Linked DNA regions of Sus scrofa: regions 2 and 3 are each linked to region 1. The links are chromatin contacts, called in public HiChIP or PLAC-seq maps. All regions are on one chromosome and are shown on one strand. The core of a region is the stretch at or near the end of the contact, and the rest is flanking DNA. Distances in the headings are between cores, read along the strand shown. Region 1 holds the start of IFIT2 (interferon induced protein with tetratricopeptide repeats 2). Region 2 holds the start of IFIT1 (interferon-induced protein with tetratricopeptide repeats 1). Region 3 holds the start of LOC100151816 (interferon-induced protein with tetratricopeptide repeats 5).

Region 1 (4,260 bases), core at 1,490-3,989:
TTAGCACATGAGCTCTTTAGCTCCTCTCTCATTGTACAATTGTACAAGGAACAGAGAAAGTGAACACAGTTGAGGTTATCTCCAACATAGAAAGCATATAGTCAGTTATACATTTGCAGGAAAAAAATATTTAATAGGCACATTGTGTAAAAGTCCTTTGAAAAGTCATTCAAAAGGCATCCAATTTTACTGTATTTCTATTGGTAAATCAGAGACCGATCCCAGGTACTTGCTTCCTAGACTCAGACTTGTGAGATTTGTCCTCCTAATGAAATCAGACATGGCCCTGTGGGGCTCCTGGGCACAAGAGCCTTTCTGTGTCCCCTATTTCTTGTTTTTAGGTGGGCCTCATTCAGCCATCATGATCTTCCCTGAATTCCTAGGGACGGTTTCAGACAGTTGCTGATCAGGGAAGGGAAGAATAGTCAAGCAACAATAGTACACCCTTGGGCAGGATCCTGGTTCCCTCTCAAGAAATACACATAATAATAAAGGCATCTTAAACACCTAAGAGAAGAGTGGTATTCCTTATGCTTCTTTTAGAAATGAATACGTTAAAACTGAACGGCTTAGAGTCCTTCCTTGTTCTTCTCCCTGGCTTAATTGCACCCTAAACACAATCACCCATAAGCTAAAGATTAGGCACCCTGAGCATAATTGCCTGTGGGTTGAAGATTATCAGCACATGGTGTTTCAGGAACGTTCCTAGTTTGTTCTGCTCTCTGATCAATATGCCCTTTTTGCAAGTATTGTTATTCTAGGCAATTACCCAGGAGACCACCATCATGATCGTCTCCTGACTTCAGCTTCGATAAGCTTCCCCCAAAGAAGGAAGAATGCATGTTTGTCCCAATCCTGATTCCTGTCTGAAAACCTGTTTTTCTCCTTTTTACTATAAAACTCCTCACAATTCTTTCTTTTTTTTTTTTTTTTTGCTATTTCTTTGGGCCGCTCCCGCGGCATATGGAGGTTCCCAGGCTAGGGGTCGAGTCGGAGCTGTAGTCACTGGCCTACGCCTGAGCCACAGCAACATGGGATCCGAGCCGCGTCTGCAGCCTACACCACAGCTCATGGCAACGCCGGATCGTTAACCCACTGAGCAAGGCCAGGGATCGAACCCGCAACCTCATGGTTCCTAGTCGAATTCGTTAACCACTGCGCCACGACGGGAACTCCTCACAATTCTTTCTAAAGGGGGAGGGGGGTGCACAGTCTTTAAGGCATTAACCTGCTGTGACCCTCCTTTGCCTGGCAAAGCAATAAAGCTATTTTTTTTTTCCTTTACCCCAAACTCTGTCTCTGTGTTTCACTTTGCCACCAGCAGACAGAGGCTGAATCCCAGCAACACTAGATACCTCTAGAAATTCCAAATGTTTACACAGAAAACAATTTCTTCCCTTGCCTCTTATCTGGATGAAAGCCACAGTCACACTCTCTAGCAGTCTCAGAGCCAATGCTCCTGCCACAGGGTCTTAGAACAGTACCAGCACTACTGGGGAGCCTGGTAGAAATGCATGTCCTTTGATATCAAGCCAGGAATACCATATCTGAATCTTGGGGTCTGGGGAGTGGTATTTGAGCCCAAGTATCTATCTTTAACAAGCTCTCCGGGTAGATTGTATGTGTGTTCAAACTTGAAAACCGCTGTCTTTGAGCACAAGGGCAACACCTGATGACAATCCCTATAGCTAAAGAATAAGAGAAAATGAGAAGGACTGGATGGGTCTGTATTATTGTGGGAAAGATTCTAAGAGAAGGCCTTGCTAAAATTCTAACACACAGGAACAAGCTTCCTAAAGATTCTAAGTTACCATAGAAACAGACATCTGAAAATATCTCAAATTATTATTATTTTTTTCCTATCAGGCAGATGTGCAGACTGGCAGAAAAAATAATCATACTTCCTCTAGGAAGTAAGTAGTGAGGCTGGTACCCCTGGATTCTGGAGCTCCCAGGACTGAGGCTTAGGCATCCAGGCTCACCACTATACCCTTTAGCTGGAGAAAAGATAATAGAAAGCTCCCTTCTCACTCAATGAGCTAACACTTCCTCCTCATGGAAACCTTCTATTTCTGGGATATGAGAGGCGGGGATTATTTTCTCCAAGCCCTCCATCTCCAATTCATATTTAAGATAAGAGTAGAATTTTGGGGTGAAATATATTTCTGTTATTTTATCACCCTAATGCAAATCTGCGATGAATGAACACATTAAAAGTAAAACCCACCTTAGCATGAGGTGAGGTTGCTATCCTGAGTACACTTTTAACAGTACTTGCTAAAAAGAGATCCTTTATTGAGTAATAATGTTGTTAAAAAGCCCCTCACTTACTCCTTTCAAATAAGAAACAAAGGAGAGACAGTCTACAGGAGCAATTCCCCCAGTCCCATTTTTAAATAAAGCACCTGCCTGATAAAACATCTCTCTGCTCTCTGCTTTCCTGTCTCACTCTTCTCTGACGACCTCCGTGCTCAGCTTCCTGGTGAGAGATGTCTCGGTAGGAAGCTTGACTGTGTGAGGCAGGACATAACTTAGGAGTAAACAAGCCAACAAAAAGACAAATAAACCACCTACAGAGATAGATGCATTGTAAGGCTACAAATAAACACTAAAGCAGAACAATTCAGAAACTTGCCTTTTAGGTACATGACTATTTAGGTCTTGCTTTCCCCGACAATCTTGATTAGACATTTTCAGCACAATCAGAGGAGAGTCTTACCTCATGATTGCTGTGCACATCTCAGCTGTTCTGAAAGGCTGCAGTTCCAGCTACTGTGCTCTTCAGAAATCCTCCTCTGTCCCAAGTAAATATTAAAGAGACCTATATATGGAAGCAGCACCTGATTTCTTTGCCTAAACAGGCTTTAGGAAAGAGAAATTGAAACTGGAAAGTGAATTGGCAGTACTCTAAGAGGAAATGAATCTTAGTAAGAGCTGAATAAGAGCCAAGCCCATGGGTTACCCTCCTCCCCCACCCCCTGCAGTGAGTTAGAATTTCTTTGTGAATTTCCTCTGCCATCAAGGGAGCCCAACTGGAAGAAGGATACTTTTACTAAGCACTCTGCCTCATTATTGCAATGTTAACCCATCTTTACTCTGTCCACCCTTACCACCAAGGTGACCTGCAGGCACCTGTGAGGAGCAGTTATATAACTTCTACACAGCAGGGGGTTTTCATCTGTTTCACTTACTGCTGAATTTCCAGTCCCCGCAATAATAATACTTGGCACATGATAGGCATTCAAAAAGTCGTTGAATGAATACATACATGATTAGAACCATGGACTCTGATGCCAATCAATCTGGATTTGAAACCAGGCTCCGTTTATATGCTGTGACACTAGAAATTACTGAAGGTCTCCCTGCTTTAGTTTATTCTGTGAAATGGGAATCCTACCACTATGTATGTGGTGTTGTGAGGATCAAAGGGGTTAATACATGAAATGCCATTAGAATAATGCCCAGAACATAGTTAAAAAGTTAGTTTTTATAATAATTAGTGACTAAAGTCATTAACACAAGGGGGCCAGAAGGTTTGCTTGTGATATTTGCCTCTTTCAGAACTTTGGTTGACATTCCACAATCTCTCATGATCGCTAACCTAAGCCAAACATTCCTAACATCTCTACACATTCTTGGCTTCCCTGAGCTCAACTTCTTAAATTCCCGTGGGTCACCTTGGGATTTAGCATCTGCACACCACCATCTGCAGCCATAGTGGTTTGTTTGATAGAGGAAATTTGCCTTATCCTTATTTATATCCTTAATCACAAGGGGATTGTGATATGCATAGATGCAAGAGAGAAGAAGTAACCACACCAGGTGTCTTGGAGGTCAAGAAATTACACAGAGTGTAGGCTAAACATAGTCTCTGTAAAAGTGAGTTTCTAAGGCAAATTATTCAGTGTTGGGAAAAGCATTATTTATCATGGATTTTTACAGGTTCTATGTACAAGTTCTCTGATGTATTTATAGAAATGCAAGTTAGGTGTACAAGAAGTGTTGAAATAGGAAACTAGAACACTGTGGGATTTGTTTTGTTTTGGGGAATGCACACTCACTCAATAAGACTATTGGTTAGAAATGTTTAAATTTTGTTAATAAAGGTTCTGGCTGGGGAGCACAGAGAGAGAGAGAGCCTGGTCACTGTGTTTTGAAGTGCACAGAGATATTGATTTATTCTTCAGAACTTTGTGTGGCCAGTGCCTGTGTATGATGTGTCCACAATAGGAATGAATCAGCTGATCTGGTAGCTGGGCT
Region 2 (4,044 bases), core at 691-3,190, 44 kb before region 1:
TTCTTCTCTAAGATCAGGAGGTGGGCAAGGGTGCTTGCTTTTCTATTCAACGTAGTTCTTTCTTTTCTAGCCAGGGCAGTTAGTCAAGAAAAGGAAATAAAATATATTTAAATTGAAAAAGAAGAAGTAAAATTATCTCTGTTCACAGGCAATATGGTTTTGTGATAGAAAATCCTAAAGTTTCACGCAAAAAAACTGTTAGAACTAATTTCAGCAAAATTGTGGTATACAAAATCAACACACAAAAATCAGTTCTGTTTTTCATACACTAACAGTGAACAATCTAAAAAGGAAATTGAGAAAACAATTCTATTTGCTATAGTATCAGAAAGAATAAAAGACTTAATAAACTTAACCAAGAAGGTGAAAGACCTGTGCACTGAAAAGTACAAAACATTGCTGAAAGAAATTTAAAAAGACACGAATAAAGGGAAAAGCATCCTGTGTTCGTGGGGTGGAAGACAATATTGTTTAGATGTTAGTATCATCCAAAGCAATCTACAGATCCAATGCAATCCCTATCAAAATCAAATGACTTTCTTTTTTTTTTCTTCTTTCTTTCTTTCTTTCTTTTTTTTTTTTTTTTTTAGCAGAAGTAGAAAAAGCCATCTGAAAATTCATATGGAATCTCAGGGGATCTTATATAGCTAAAATGATCTTGAAAAAGTACAAAGTTGAAGGTTTCACACTTTCTGATTTAGAAACTTGCTACAAAGCTACAGTATCTGTGGCTGTGTCATAAGCCAGTCACAAAAGCCATGTGTTATATGCTTCCATATATATGAAATATCCTCAACAGGCAGATCCATAGAGACAGAAAGCAGATTAATGGTTGCCAGGACCAGGGATGAAGGATGAGTAGGAAGTGACTACTTAAGGGTATGGGATTTCCTCTCAGTGTGATGAAATGTTCTTAAGATAGATAGCGGTGATGGTTGCACAACGTTGCAAGTGCACTAAATATCACAAAATTATATACTTAAAAATAAAGTAGTAAATTTTATCTTACATGTAATTTAATCACAGTAAAAATCATATTACTACCCTGACTAGAAGTTCTACAAATTATGTGTACGTATATATGCATATATATGTGCATATATATGTGTGCGTGTGTGTGTGTATATATAAAATTACATCCAGACAGATTGACAAGACCTGACGTAGGAACCTGTGTCAGTGCAGATCATGAAACTGGAAGCTGGCAGAGAAAGGTCTTGTTCTCTAAGCAGTGAGCTTGTCCTATTCATCCCCCCACAGTATTTCCCTCAAGACATCTGAGAGACCCCACAACTGTGGCTCACACAGCTGTGTGGGTCCTACTTTCCCTCCTGGTGGGGAGCTGGAAAACAAATATCTCTATCTAGGAAATTGTCCATCCTCCTAGGTCAGACAGAAGTGAGGTTGGTAGAAAATTATTTCAGAGATTGGAATCCTTTTCTCCCATTTCTTTCTTCCTACTTCCCTGCCCTTCTTTGGGCTTTAACATGAGGTAAGCTTCCTCAGGGCAATGCTAACAAAAGTAAAAATGTCTGAATTAGTAAGACAGTTTATGTATGTGTATGAATGTGCATGAGCACACACACACACTCAGTCTAAAGAAGATGATCAAATAGAAGAGTATGGAAATGATATCGCTGAAACTAAATCTGTTGAAATAGTATGATTAACATTTTTAAAAAAACTTTACACCGAAAGACAGAGAAGCAGAGAAATCCTTACCTCATGGTTGCTGTGAGTCAGGCAGCAGTTCTGCGGTGTTTGGTTTAGCTGGATGGGCTCCTCTGTGATCTGTCTAGTCTGTCTTGTGGATTTCCAGATAAATTTAAGCCCTAGAGCAGGGCTGTACGTATAAGTGGGGTAAACAAGAGCTAGTGATGTAATCTGTGGGTGTGTTGTTGCAAAGATAAATTGAAAACCAAGATGAAAACTGAAAGTAGAAAGTGAAATTAAAGTAGGCAGTGTTGTGAAAAACGAAACTTAACAGGCATTGCTTCCTTTGCTGTTTTGAAAGCTGATTTAGAAGAGGCTGGTGGAAAGCAATTTAATTGATATGCTAATTCTGCTCTCAAGGTCATTAAGGCCTTGTAGGAACCTGAGAGCCAAGAGGTGCCAGTAATGTGGAGTCTATGGAACCTGCAGCCAGGGACACCTGTAAAACTTGGCTATGTGAACTTGCCAAGGTCATGCCCCCAATCTGTGCCTTTGTTTGCTCATCTGGAAAGAAAAATTGTTCTTTTTATGGTATTAAAATTCTGCAAATCACTAAACTGGTGTCTTAACCCAAATTTGTTTCTGGGAGGTTGTGTCTTGCTAATTATTTTGTGCCTTTGCATACCCTTCTTTCTGGAGAATGGTCTGTGATAGTAAAAATCCTATAATCTCTTCTTTATTCATAGGAACAAAGAAAATGTAAGTGCTAGCATTCTAAGACTTCAAACAAAACATGATAGGACTTAATGAAAATATTTCCTTTTTAAAATATTTTAATATTTTATTTACAAAATATTTTCTCTAAACTTAAATATTTTAACAGTCTCTATTATAGTCATCTAAAGTGTTCTTATTCACTAGATGTGATTATTATACCTGTGCAGAAGTGTTGTCCTTTTGGTGCCCATGGCATCCAGGTTTGGCCTACCTCAACCTGGTCTGTATTGTGTAGTCATGGTACTTGTGGTAAGAGGTTGAGAAGAATAAGAGATGAGACTAAGGTCCTGGGTATAGATTAGGCTCCTGTTACTGATCTGCCAAGCTGTTGTTGGTGTCTGCCAAGCTCTTGTTTTCCATACTTTGTGTTGGAAATTGCCCCACTCTCCCGATGCATGTAATAAAGTGGTGATTTCCAGCAGCTTTTACAAAGCAAATTTCTCCCCAATCATGGTTAAATTATTTATTTATTTGTTTGTTTGCTTTTTAGGGCCACACCCGCGGCATATAGAGATTCCCAGGCTAGGGGTCAAATTGGAGCTGCCCCGCCAGCCTACGCCACAGCCACAGCAATGCAGCATCCGAGCTGCATCTGTGACCTACACCACAGCTCACGGCAGTGGTGAGATCCTTAACCCACTGAGTGAGGCCAGGGATCAAACCCGAGTCCTCATGGATACCAGTCAGGTTCATTACTGCTGAGCCATGAAGAGAACCCCCATGGTTAATTTAATTATTGGAAAGCCCCCTCCCCCTTATTGAGAGGAGACTGTTAGACTTGCTTCCTGGCAACTGTTGAGCCTGAAACATATATATTTGGCTACCACTGTCATCTGTGTTTTTCCATGGGGTCTGGCAATAATAAAAACAGACGAAGCTTATTCACAGAGAATAATATCCAGTGGTTGAGATGAGAGAAATAGGGCATTTGAGATAAGAGATGGAAAGTTCTGATGGTGCCTTCTGTCCATAGCTTCAACATGAGGAGTCAAGGGGTAAGCAGTATCTAGGGTTTCCAGGTGAGTACTGAGTTGCATAAGCCCACACTGCCCATGACTGTGGACCTGGGACCAAATTGAGGGGTGTTTACAGAATTGCAAAAACCCAGTGACTATCAAGGGCTTAGAACCAGATGTGCCTCCTACCCTAAAGGAGAGCTTAAGCCCATTGTTGCCAATCATGGAGGTTGGTGGCTGGGTTCTAGATGACTGTACAGAAAAGGGAGAATGGAAGGAGGTAGCCTCATTTTTAGTTAGCCTCCTGTATATAGAAGACTAGGAAATACAAAAACCTACTCCTAATTAAGTGACTAGAATTCTGGTTGTTAATTTTGGTTTCAGGTTGACAGAAATAAATAATCTACCTAGTTCAGGAATAAAGGAAATATGCCAAATATGAAGAAAGCTTCCTAATATCTGATCACTTGGGCAGGAGGTAAAAGCAAGATGCTGTAGTCTGGTATAGAGAGCCTTCTATGGCCCTAGCATAGACACTCGAGTCAAATTCCAGCTCAGTCTTAACTGTATGTAGTTCATGGAACTTGAGTTCAAATATTTAGCAACTACTGGGCACATAGAGGCATGCAAATAAAAGGTGACTATTGTTAGTAGTAGT
Region 3 (4,331 bases), core at 1,562-4,061, 61 kb before region 1:
CCCCATAATCCATTTAAAGACTTTCTGGTATATATCCTGATGATCTTCCAAAGTATTTCCTCTATCTCTATCTTGCCCCTGAATTCCACATTTACCTATTTTTTTAGTTTACATCTTCAATTAGAAGTTCAAGTAAATATATCCAATACAGAATGGGTTCCTTGACTCTGTTCATCCCTTAGTTTTCCCCACTTTGTTTGGTATCTCTTAGTCCCATAGGCCAAATAACCTAGGAGTAATCTTTGACTCCTTTTTTTTCTTTCAAGCCCTCATCCAATCCAATAGGAAGTCCTATTTAGTCTACCACCCAAATATATCTCAAATCCATCCATTTTTCTCCATTTCCACTGCTGTTATCCTGGTCTAAACCACTACCTTTCCTTTGAGCTGGGGCAAAAATATGGTCTCCCTGTTTCCACTCTTGTTCCTCATAGCGTATTGGTAAACTTTTTGAAAACATAAACCAAATTATGTCAGTCTCCTTGTTTAAAATCTCCCAATGGCTTCCTGACACTCTTAGATCTTAACCTAGCCTTTTCCATGTCTTACAATTCCTAAAGGAGATTAAACTTCTCTACCCATCCAACCTTCTCTCCTACTCTCCTCTTCATGCACTACGTTTAAGACATACTGACCTTCTTCCTATCTTGAACATACCAAGTTCAAGGACTTTTACACTTGTTTTCAATTCTACTTGGAAAGCTCTGCTCCTTAACCTTTGTATGAGTAGCTCCTTCAACTCAGCTCAAATATTTCCTACCCAAGAGGTCACCTGTGGCAGACCTATCTAAAATAAGCCCCTCCCTCCATTCTAGGTTGCTCTCTTAATTCATCACACTGTTTTATTTTCTTTATGGCTCTTATCACTTCCTGAATTATATTATTTACTCATTTATTTCTGGTTGTCTATTCCCCCATTTAAATGAGAATAGGGACCTTGTTCTGGTTTTATATTTTCACCCCAGAATTTATTATTTCAGGCATATAATAAATATTTGTTGAATGAATGAATGAATGCAGTTACATACTAGTAGCTTCTGGCATTTCCAGCCCAGAGGCATGGGCCTGGCATGAAAAAAAAAAAAAAAAAAAAAAATCACCTGAATTTCAATTCCTGCTAGTTCCTCACATCCTGCTAATGGCTCCAAACTTTCTGCCACTTCATTCTTCCTATTCTACTTGTTTTTCCATCTTGGCATGCTCTCTCTCTCTCTGGCTCTGTTTAGATTTTGACAGATTCTGAAAATAGGTTTTGAACTATTTCCTAGAGTCCTGACTGGGAAACCTAGTTATAACTGTCCCTTGATAGTTGTTCCTTTCGCCGGTGTAAAGGCACCAAAATCAAAGGCAAGACATGCCATGCCCTTAACAGCCTGGCCAGATCCACGACAATATGGGCTTCTCAGCCCTCTGCCCATCCATAGAGTAAAATCTGCTTCTGCCCAAGGATAGTGAGGAGGGAGGGCTGCCCCAGGCATTAGGAACCTGGTTGTGAGATCTCCAAGGGACATTCAGTCAGCCACTCAAGTGCTATGCCCACACTCTGTAGAATTTATGCACAACTGGATACTATGGGAAGTTTCACTTTTTCAAAAGCTTTGTCCACTTAATTTTTTAACTTTATCTCTGGGAAACTAGCAGAGAGAGGCTACTGTGTTTGAGGATGGAACATTTATCTTCAGATGACTTTGAGGGTTTTGTTTTGTTTTGGCGTTTTTTGTTTTTTTTTTTTTTGGCCAGGAAGGAGCGGTCTTTCATTTTCCTTGGGAGAACAGTTAGTCCCCAGTGGAGTCCACCCCTCTTCCACCCCATCCTGCATACATAGACAGTGCACCTAACTTTCCCTCCTTGTCTCTTCAGGCCCCTTCCTGATACCTCTCACCTCCCTCCCTTCTTAAAAATGGTAGAAGTGAGGCACTTATTACATTTTTAAAAAACATATAATGATAGGCAACATTTTTGCAAATATCGTGTGCCAAGCAGTCAACGGACCCTGTTCACACTCCTAAGAGATGAAGCCATCACCTTTCACAGATAAGAAACAGACTCGCCGAGCTTAAGAAACTTTTGCTTTGGGTTACCCAACTAGTACGTGGTCAGAATCAGGATTTAGAACAAAGGGCTCCACTGGCTTCAGGTGCCCAAGATCCGAGCCTTCCACTCCTCAACGTCCTAAATGCGGACGGTTCCTTACCCAGGTGCAGGGCAGGAGCCAATAAAACGGGTGAGCCAAGGTCCCCCCCACCCCACCCCATCTTCCTCTGAGCAAGAAAATCTCAGAAAACGTTGGATGGGGTGAAACAAGAAATATCCGTCTGCGGTACAAAGGAAGTGGGGAGAAGTCTGACCCAGGAATCAGAAAGGCAAAATGGCAGGAGCCGACGCGTGTGACGCCGGGGGGCTGAGGCCTGCGGGGACCCGGCCACGCCGAGGCCAACCGCACCCGCCCGGGGACCGCGGCGACGGGAGCCCCAGGGAGGTAAGAGGCCCAAGAGGCGCGTCGCCTGCCCCCCACCCCCCACCCGGGGCCAACGGTCCGGACTACAGACGCCCGGGACTCACGGGTAGGGTCCGCTCGGCCAAGCTCCCGGGGAGGCCCGCCCTCGGCCGCCCCGACCAGGACGGGGCTGCCCGGGAGCATCCCCAACGCAGACGTCCGCCCGCCGGGCTCAAGGGGCTCCGAGCCCATTCCAGGGCCGCAGCGCAGCGTTGCAAATGGAATAAGAGAAACACGGGTGGGAAACAAAGGCCACAAGTTGCTGGGGAGGAAAAGAGGGGAGAAGCCCTTACCTCATGATGGTTGGGTTCCGCGGCCGTGCAGGAAGGCGCCGGTCCCCTCGGGCTTTCTCCTCAGCACTCGGTTCCTGCGCGGCCGAGCGGCGGGCTCGCGGGCGCGTGCTCGTGCTGTACGCGTGCGCGTGGTCATGAGGGGACCGCGGCGCTACCTCCGCTCTTAGGCTGCAGTCATTGTCAACCGCGGACCGAGCGGGAAAAGGAAACTAGAAAGTGAATCTGATCCCCGGACAGGCGGAGTCCAGCTTGGGAAACAGAAAGTTCTGGAAGCGCTGAGTTGGGGGGGCCCCCGACCGGGCTGAGGAACCGAGGCAAGAGGTTTGCGCAGCGCGCGACGGGGTGGAGTTCATCCAGGGTGAAATTTGCAGCTGGGCTTTAGGACTTCTCTCTTCGCTCCTACCTGCCTCATTAAATTCGCGTGTCTCTCGATAACGTTTTTTTTTGTTTTGTTTTATGTTTTTTTTTTTGGGGGGGGAGGTGTTTTACCTAAAATGGAGATTGTTAAGCGTTATTTTTGTTGGGGAACGGCGATGCTCTTGACAGCTTTGTGCATCCTAAGCTGAACTGAAATCTTGATTCAGCAAACATAGGTGCAATGCTGTGCACTTGAGCCATAATTTCTATTGGGTAAATCTAGAGAAATTGTGGGATCAAAATGTGTAAGCATTCAGAGTTTTAGTAGCCATTGCTGAAAAGCTTTGTGAAGACATTTCTGCACCCCCACCCAAAATTGTGTGAAAGTTCCTTTGCCTTCCATGTCCTTGCCAACTGTGTTTCTATAATAAGGTCCCAGTAAAGATGGGGTGGTATTAGGAATCTAAGTAGAAAGTATCAAATGCCCATACACTAAAATTTTTGTCCCTTTCAAATTCAGTCATTCATTCAAGTTTTATTAAACAACTGCTAAGAGCCAGACATTGTTCAAGGTCCTGTCAATACAGCAATGAATAAAACAGACAAGCGACAAGTCCTGCCTTCTGTCTTCTGCATCTTGTTTCTGGTTATGCAGAGGGCGAAGACAACTCTCAAACCTTGAGAAAAAGTATTCATCATCAAAAAGACACTTATTACCACTTTTTTTTTTTTTTTTTTACCATTTAGTGACTTTGATTTTTAAATGAATGGGCAACGATATATAGTTTTTACTATTTGGTTAATTAAGAAACACTGACTTTGATTTTTCATTCAGTTTTGCTAGAAAAAATGGCTTGTAGGTCAAGTCAGTTTCTGCTCCTCGAGAATCATGTTAAATGTGGCTAACATTTAGGTACAGAACTGGCGTTAGTTGTGCATTTGGGACTTTATTATTCTCTTGTTTGGAATTAATTTCTAGTGTGAGAAGTAAAGATAAAGGGAGTTCCTATTGTGGCGCCGGGCAAACAAACCCGACTAGTATCCATGAGGATGAAGGTTCGATCCTTGGCCTTGCTCATTGGGTTAAGGATCCAGTGTTGCCATGTGCTGTGGTGTTGGTTGCAGATGAGCCTCAGATCTTGAGTGGCTGTGGCTGTGGTGTAGGCTGGCAGCTGTAGCTCCAA

What was found. HiChIP or PLAC-seq counts read pairs in DNA pulled down with a chosen protein or histone mark.
Region 2: a contact with region 1 is called in an H3K27ac HiChIP or PLAC-seq map of skeletal muscle. The contact joins the promoter of IFIT1 here to the promoter of IFIT2 in region 1. A contact is called at or near these places in 1 of 5 promoter capture datasets (liver), 22 of 47 Hi-C or Micro-C datasets (adipose tissue, blood, embryonic fibroblasts and 9 more) and 2 of 2 datasets of contacts at active chromatin or transcription factors (alveolar macrophages and skeletal muscle).
Region 3: an H3K27ac HiChIP or PLAC-seq map of alveolar macrophages shows a contact between it and region 1. The contact joins the promoter of LOC100151816 here to the promoter of IFIT2 in region 1. A contact is called at or near these places in 2 of 5 promoter capture datasets (fetal liver and liver), 25 of 47 Hi-C or Micro-C datasets (adipocytes, adipose tissue, blood and 14 more) and 2 of 2 datasets of contacts at active chromatin or transcription factors (alveolar macrophages and skeletal muscle).

What each region holds. Positions count from the first base shown.
Region 1 is chr14:101,192,077-101,196,336 of Sscrofa11.1, reverse strand. It overlaps IFIT2 (interferon induced protein with tetratricopeptide repeats 2), which reads right to left and starts at 2,739. Exons shown (of 2, transcript NM_001315658.1): 1 at 2,720-2,739. The coding sequence starts at 2,739. It also overlaps a transcript of LIPA not described here.
Region 2 is chr14:101,235,299-101,239,342 of Sscrofa11.1, reverse strand. It overlaps IFIT1 (interferon-induced protein with tetratricopeptide repeats 1), which reads right to left and starts at 1,940. Exons shown (of 2, transcript NM_001244363.1): 1 at 1,723-1,940. The coding sequence starts at 1,727. It also overlaps a transcript of LIPA not described here.
Region 3 is chr14:101,253,298-101,257,628 of Sscrofa11.1, reverse strand. LOC100151816 (interferon-induced protein with tetratricopeptide repeats 5) reads right to left here and starts at 2,811. Exons shown (of 2, transcript NM_001315572.1): 1 at 2,791-2,811. The coding sequence starts at 2,795. It also overlaps a transcript of LIPA not described here.